Regions from separate parts of the Mus musculus genome. Here region 1 is linked to region 2. The links are chromatin contacts, called in public capture Hi-C maps. All regions are on one chromosome and are shown on one strand. Each heading gives the region's core, a stretch centred on a gene start, on an enhancer-like site or on the middle of the called end of the contact. The rest is flanking DNA. Distances are from core to core; before and after follow the strand shown. Region 1 overlaps Mettl8 (methyltransferase like 8). Region 2 has its middle 39 kb from the start of Gm39842.

Region 1 (2,855 bases), core at 262-2,761, 110 kb after region 2:
TTAAAAGTGTAATTCTAAGAGCACTGCATGAAACTTTTAGCAGCCAGAGTCATCTTAGAGGCAGCTATATTTATCAGCACAGGGTGTTTAACTATTCTGTTTTTCTTTCCCTTCATATAGAACATTCTCTTCAGTGGTAAGGTATTCACAACACAAGGATACATTCTTTCATCATCTGCCTAATGTAGCTAACCTACCCTAGGTAGGACTTCATTTACAAAGATATTTTAAAGTGCATACAGCAGCTGCTGTTGTAAGTTTTAAAAAACCTTTACATTTGCTGTACGACCAGCTGACATATAGCACACTGGAGATCTTTTTAAGGAGATTATAAAATATAATCATGTTTACTCAAGAAACACTGATTATATCTTTTTTATTTCTCTGGGTTAACCTGGTTTTAAAAGAAATATGAGCTATAATAAAATTGAAAAGTAATTAGGAAAAGAAAACATGGAATTAAAAGTCATTAGTCTGGGCAATCTAATTGAAGGAAATATTGCTAACTGGAGCCTGGGTGCTATACATTCTCATTATGCAAACGAGGCTGGGTCATTCAACAGCAAAAAGTGATTATCTGTCATGTAGGCGATCTTATTTTCAGATTGTGAGTGTGTTTTTCTAACTTCTGTTCTCACCAACAGCTCTGACAATAGGTGAAAAGTGGGAGAAGGAAGAGTGACATACAGGGAGCAGAAGAAATGTGACAGGGTTGGCTAGCTGGAAGAATAAGCAGTGTTCCTCCCAGGGGCTTAATAAAGGAGATAGGATCAATAGCAGTGTGCCTGCTCTGCAGACTTTGTGATGCCAGAGCGCTGGCTCTTTCAAACACTCAGGGACTCTCTTAGATAAGGAAAGCTGGTGTAGAGGTCAAAGCTTCTGTCGGGTTCTCACTAAGTCTGGAAGCAGAGCAGAACGATCTATTTACCTTGACCCATACTGACTCATCAGAGGGATAACGCAGCGAATGAGAAGCCTCACCCAAGACTTGAGTGGGGTCTGCGATCCTAGCAGAGACTGCTGTGTGGCTGTCCCTGAGACATGCTGCCATTCACTGATGTTCCTCAGACCACAGTTTCCTTCCTTGTTACCCACTGGGAGCTTAGCCCTCTCTGCACTCACCACCTTGCTTTAAATACAAGATATCCTCCGTATAACTCAAGTCTTTTCCTGCAGTGGTCCCCTGACACCGTGGCGCCCGGTGCACTGAGTGGCGGGATGCAGAGGTGACCCAGAACAAATCTCTATTTCTTTGAGTCATTCTGAAATGGAATCTTTAGTTCTTTATCTTCACAGTAGCCAGAAGAAACACTTAGAAAGGGCTGTCATAGCAATGGCAAAGCAGGCACCTCAGAGTGGTGCCAGCACCTCCTTGCTCCTGTCTTTCCTCTTCTATGGAGTGGCCCGTCACCACCTTTCTATTTTGGTCCCACTGTGGTTCTGTGGGAACCGTCCTTTTCCTTTACTGCGGTTTCTGAGGCTCTAAAATAACCTCCTCATTAGCTGCGCTCAAGTTCATTGTTAGCTCAAATAGGACAAAGTGGGCGGCCATGCACAGAGAACTTTAACATGATCAGCCCTGCTCTATTTAAGTTCGGAACACAAACATTCAAAAGGGAGTTTTAAAAATCCCTGCCTTTTCATATTATTAGGATAATGTGCAGATAATAGCATGAATGAGTTTTCATTTCCTGGAAGTAAATTAAAACAACTGACAATGTGGAACATCGTTCAGGCTGGAAGCTCTGCTGTATTCAGGAGGCCACTAGCAGAAGCTTGAGTAATGTGGAAAATATGTCCACGCAGCTGCTGGCAAAGAAGTGAAGTTATACTTCCTCAGAAGCAGTGACAGAGTTCCTGTGAGGGAATGTGGTGCTGGCCGATGGAAGGCAGCACTGGCCATGGGATGAGTCCTCAAGTCCAGCCTCAACACTCCCTGGCTGTATTCCACCCCAGGTCTGTCTGGCTAGAGCCCATAGAAATAGAGTCATTCCACTGGGGTCAGGGGCTCGTCTTTCCTGTCCACCCAAGGATACACTGATGCTGATGGTGAAGAACTACCACTAAGGAATAACAAGCAAGGCCAGAGGAATCGATAGGCCACCAATGACTCCAGAGAGCAGGATTGGTTGCACTGGCTCCTTTGCCAGCTAAAGGCTGAGGGCTGTCCCATTCTCTTAGCCTTCCCAGATACCTTTGCTTCAGATTTCAGCAGCTGCAAGCTAACATCATTTCAACTGTGCTTCTCCTGATGTTCACTCTGCGCCTTACAGGGAGGAGTACGAGCATTTTTCCCTGGGGAGTTTCTGCATATCTGGTCAATCTAGCACTAGAATTCTAGCTTTGGAAGAATCTTCCAATATACTGCCTGATAGGTATTTAGTCTTTTGATTTGTTTGTTTTATTTTTATTTGTTTTTGTTTTTCAAGACATGATTTCTCTGTGCAACTCTGGCTGTCCTGGAACTCATTCTGTAGACCAGGCTGGCCTCGAACTCAGAGATCCACCTGCCTCTGCCTCCCGAGTGCTGGGATTAAAGGATTGTGCCACCACTGCCCAGATATTTATGTGACATTTACAGTCTCCTTTGGACCAAATAGCTCAAAAGCAACCACAGAGAATATGTCAACAAGTGAACAAATCCGTGTCCTAATAAAACTTTATAAAACATGGTGCAGGCTAGGGAAATGGCTCAGTGGACAAGGTGCTGGCTGTGCAAGAATTCAACTCCTCTGAACTCACAGAAGAGGTATGACAGCTGGATGTCATCCCAGCACCAGAGAGGCAGAGAATGGAGAGCCCAGCGGCAAACTTGCTAGCTGGACTAGTCATAATAATCCCAGCGGTGAGGAGGC
Region 2 (3,075 bases), core at 235-2,734:
TTCTTCCCTTTTGTAGACCCACCCGACACAGGTGTGTGAGCTCCCCTGAGTGGCAGAGGGGGGCATTTTCTGGATTAATCGTCCTTTGAGGGAGATCAGCTGTGGTGTGGAGCTACTCTAGCAGCCCCACGAGGCACCAGCTTGTCCATCATGTCAGCATGGCATTTTGGAGGTGGGACATTCAGGATCTATGACCATAGACAAAGAACTGATCAACAAGCTAGGCAAGCTTCCTCACCTACAAACAATGAAGTGTGCCGTTACTGGGGTTTGAAGTCCTTAAGTTGGGAGGGTGATTTATGGCTGTGACTTGGAATTTTGTTACTTGGAAGAAACTTTTTTTTTTTTAACAGAAAGGATTTATTTTGGCTCATGGTTTCATAGAATTTAGCCCATGGGTAGCTGGCTTTGTTGTTCATGAGCTGTGGTGAGATAGCACACCACAGTGTACATCTATAGCAGAGTGAAGTTGCTCATTTCACGGTGGCCACCGAATTATGAAGTCATCAGTGGGTTAACCCACTGAGCAGATCAGAGCCCTCATGATCCAATCAGATCTCAATGGCTACATCTGCCATCTGGGGACCAAGCCTTCAATAAATGAGTCTTGTGGGGGTAGGGATTACCTCATATCCAACTAATAACAGGACAAGAACTAGGGAAGCATAATTGTGCAGCCCCTGGGTCCACTACTTAGTAATCCAGATCCACTGCTTCACTAATGCACATGACCAAAGCCTCTCAGTGATGCCACCTGGCTCCTCACCTGAACTTCGGATCGAGTATCGATGGATAGGTTCTCTTTAACTACTTGGACCTCAGGGGTCGAGTGCTTGTGTGGCATGCTTCAGACCTTGGTTCATCCTCGAATGCTGCAGACTGTTTAAAAACATCCAGTGATCCATTGTCTAGCAACCAAACCTCAATTCAGCGCACTTACACAATCCAATCCAATCTAAACTCTCGAGTGTCCTTGACCCTCCAACCCCTTTTTGTGGCTGAGACATTATATCACTCAACTCCAGCTACGATGCAGGATGCTAGGAGGCTGGGCTGCTGCTAGGAGACATTTGTGGTCTCCCAGCTGCAGAGGCTGGCATTGCAACATCAACACGGAGCCCTGTGATTTTCAGATATCTGCCTTCTCATATGTCCTCACATGACCCGTGCGCATGGACAGAGACTGAGGTTGATTGACCTCTGCCCTTTTTCTTCTTCCAACGACATTAATCCTGCCAGACTAGGGCTCCGTGCTTACCAGACCATTTACCTCTAGTTACTTCTTGAAAGGCCTTAATTTTACAGCTCGGGGAGGAATTCAGTATATGGTTTTGAATGGAAACAGTTCAGTCACTACATTTACTTCTTGCCAAATATCCATGTACTCGATGCAATACTTTCCAGGCTCCTTAGAGCCCATCGGGGTTATGGGCACTAAGGAACATCTCTGAATATCTCGAACCACTTGGCTGTTAGCTGTTCCTCTTTTGAATAAAATCTGTGAGAGCTGGTGCATGACACTTCAGTTCTATTTTCTGTTCTCTTCATGACCTGGAAGCTATGCAGATTCAGCTGGAAGAGAGTATAGCCTTCTATTAGCCTGAGTCAGAGAATGGATATGTTGGAACACAACCCCAGTTTACTTACACTGAATACACGCCACAAACATACCTTTGAGATTTCAGGGTAAATTTGTAATTAATCGCAACCTACCATTTTCTTCCTTAAAAACAAACAAACAAACAAAACAACAACCAAAAAAACGCAATTTATTTAATTCATTTTTCTATGTGTATAATTGTTTGGCCAGGATGTACATGATGCATGGATGTACATGTGTCCCTGATGCCTGGAGGTCAGAAGAGGTCACTGACCCCCAGCAACTGGAGTTATGGATGGTTGTGAGTTATCATGTGGGTGCTGGGATTTGAACCCAGGTCTCTGCAAAAATAAGAAGTGCACTTAACCACTGAGCATCTCGCCAGCTCCTCTGCTATTTTCTCAGTAATCATTAAACCCATCCTTTGAGACTAGCGAACTACCAAGTAAGCAAAAAGCAATGTCACATTCTTGGCTCTGTTCTAACATTGTTAATGTGGCAATATTTTCCCACATTGATATGTAGTTACAATAAGATTCTTATTAAAATTTCAGCTTTCTTTTTTCTTTCAGAATTTGACAAACTAATCGTAAAATGTATGTGGAAATCCAAGGGACACAGAAGAACTAAAGTGACCCTGAGCAAACAAAGTGGCAAGATTCCCATCTCTCAATTTCAAATTATACCACAAAGCTACAGTAATCAAAAGAGTGTGGTACTTGACTCAACAGTAGACATTTCTGTTAATGGAGTAGAATTGAAAATTCAAAAATGAATCTTCCTATATACAGTCAATTGATGATCAACAAGGGTTCTAGAAAATTCAACAGAGAAAAAGAGCCTGTTTAGTAAGTGATTCTAGAACAGTTGGAGAGCCACATAACAAAGAAAGAACCTTCACTTTGTACCTCACAGCACTAAACAAATAAACAAACAATGTTTTAAATTAACTCGAAATGAGCCTGACAAAGTGACTCATCCCTCTAATTCTACTGCTTGGAATATTGAGGCAAGAAGATCACTGTGAATTTGAAGCCAGCCCAAGTTACAGAGTGAGACTCTGCCTCAACAGACAGACAGACAGACAACTTACTCTAAAAGAATCAAAGTCCCAAATGTAAGTTCTAGGTGCAATCCATGAGAGGATAAGCCACAAAAGAAAAATAAACTAGGCATCAGTAAATTAAATTGTGTTTCAAAGAATACCAGTACTTTTCATATGGAAAGTACATGCCTTAACGCCGGCCTGAGCTATATAACAAGACCCTGTCAAAAACCACCCTGGCTCAGTGGTTAAGAATGCTGTTTGAACTTCCAGAGGACCCAGGATCAACTCCCAGCATCCACATGGCAGCTCACACCTGTCTGTAACTTAAGTTTCAGGAGAATCTGAGACCCTCACACAGACATATACGCAGGCAAAACACAATGAACATAAAATAAAAATTAAAAAGATACTTAAAAAAAAAAAAAAA

Evidence for each region. Capture Hi-C pulls out chosen DNA fragments and counts their contacts.
Region 1: a contact with region 2 is called in a capture Hi-C map of bone marrow-derived macrophages, with 2.8 times the contacts expected there. The contact joins two enhancer-like sites. A contact is called at or near these places in 1 of 484 Hi-C or Micro-C datasets (bone marrow-derived macrophages), 3 of 115 datasets of contacts at active chromatin or transcription factors (CD8 T cells, bone marrow-derived macrophages and embryonic stem cells) and 5 of 9 other capture datasets (adipose tissue, bone marrow-derived macrophages, embryonic stem cells and 2 more).

What each region holds. Positions count from the first base shown.
Region 1 is chr2:70,988,545-70,991,399 of GRCm38.p6, forward strand. All of the region lies in intron 3 of Mettl8 (methyltransferase like 8), which reads right to left. Among named protein-coding and RNA genes, the nearest start is that of Mettl8, 66 kb to the right of the region's middle. Within about 2 kb of position 1,512, at least 59 of the 459 cell types and tissues checked have an H3K27ac peak or open chromatin away from gene starts, as enhancers often do. A contact at or near this core is called in bone marrow-derived macrophages, where this site is marked.
Region 2 is chr2:70,876,412-70,879,486 of GRCm38.p6, forward strand. No RefSeq gene overlaps it. Among named protein-coding and RNA genes, the nearest start is that of Gm39842, 39 kb to the left of the region's middle. Within about 2 kb of position 1,485, at least 26 of the 459 cell types and tissues checked have an H3K27ac peak or open chromatin away from gene starts, as enhancers often do. A contact at or near this core is called in bone marrow-derived macrophages, where this site is marked.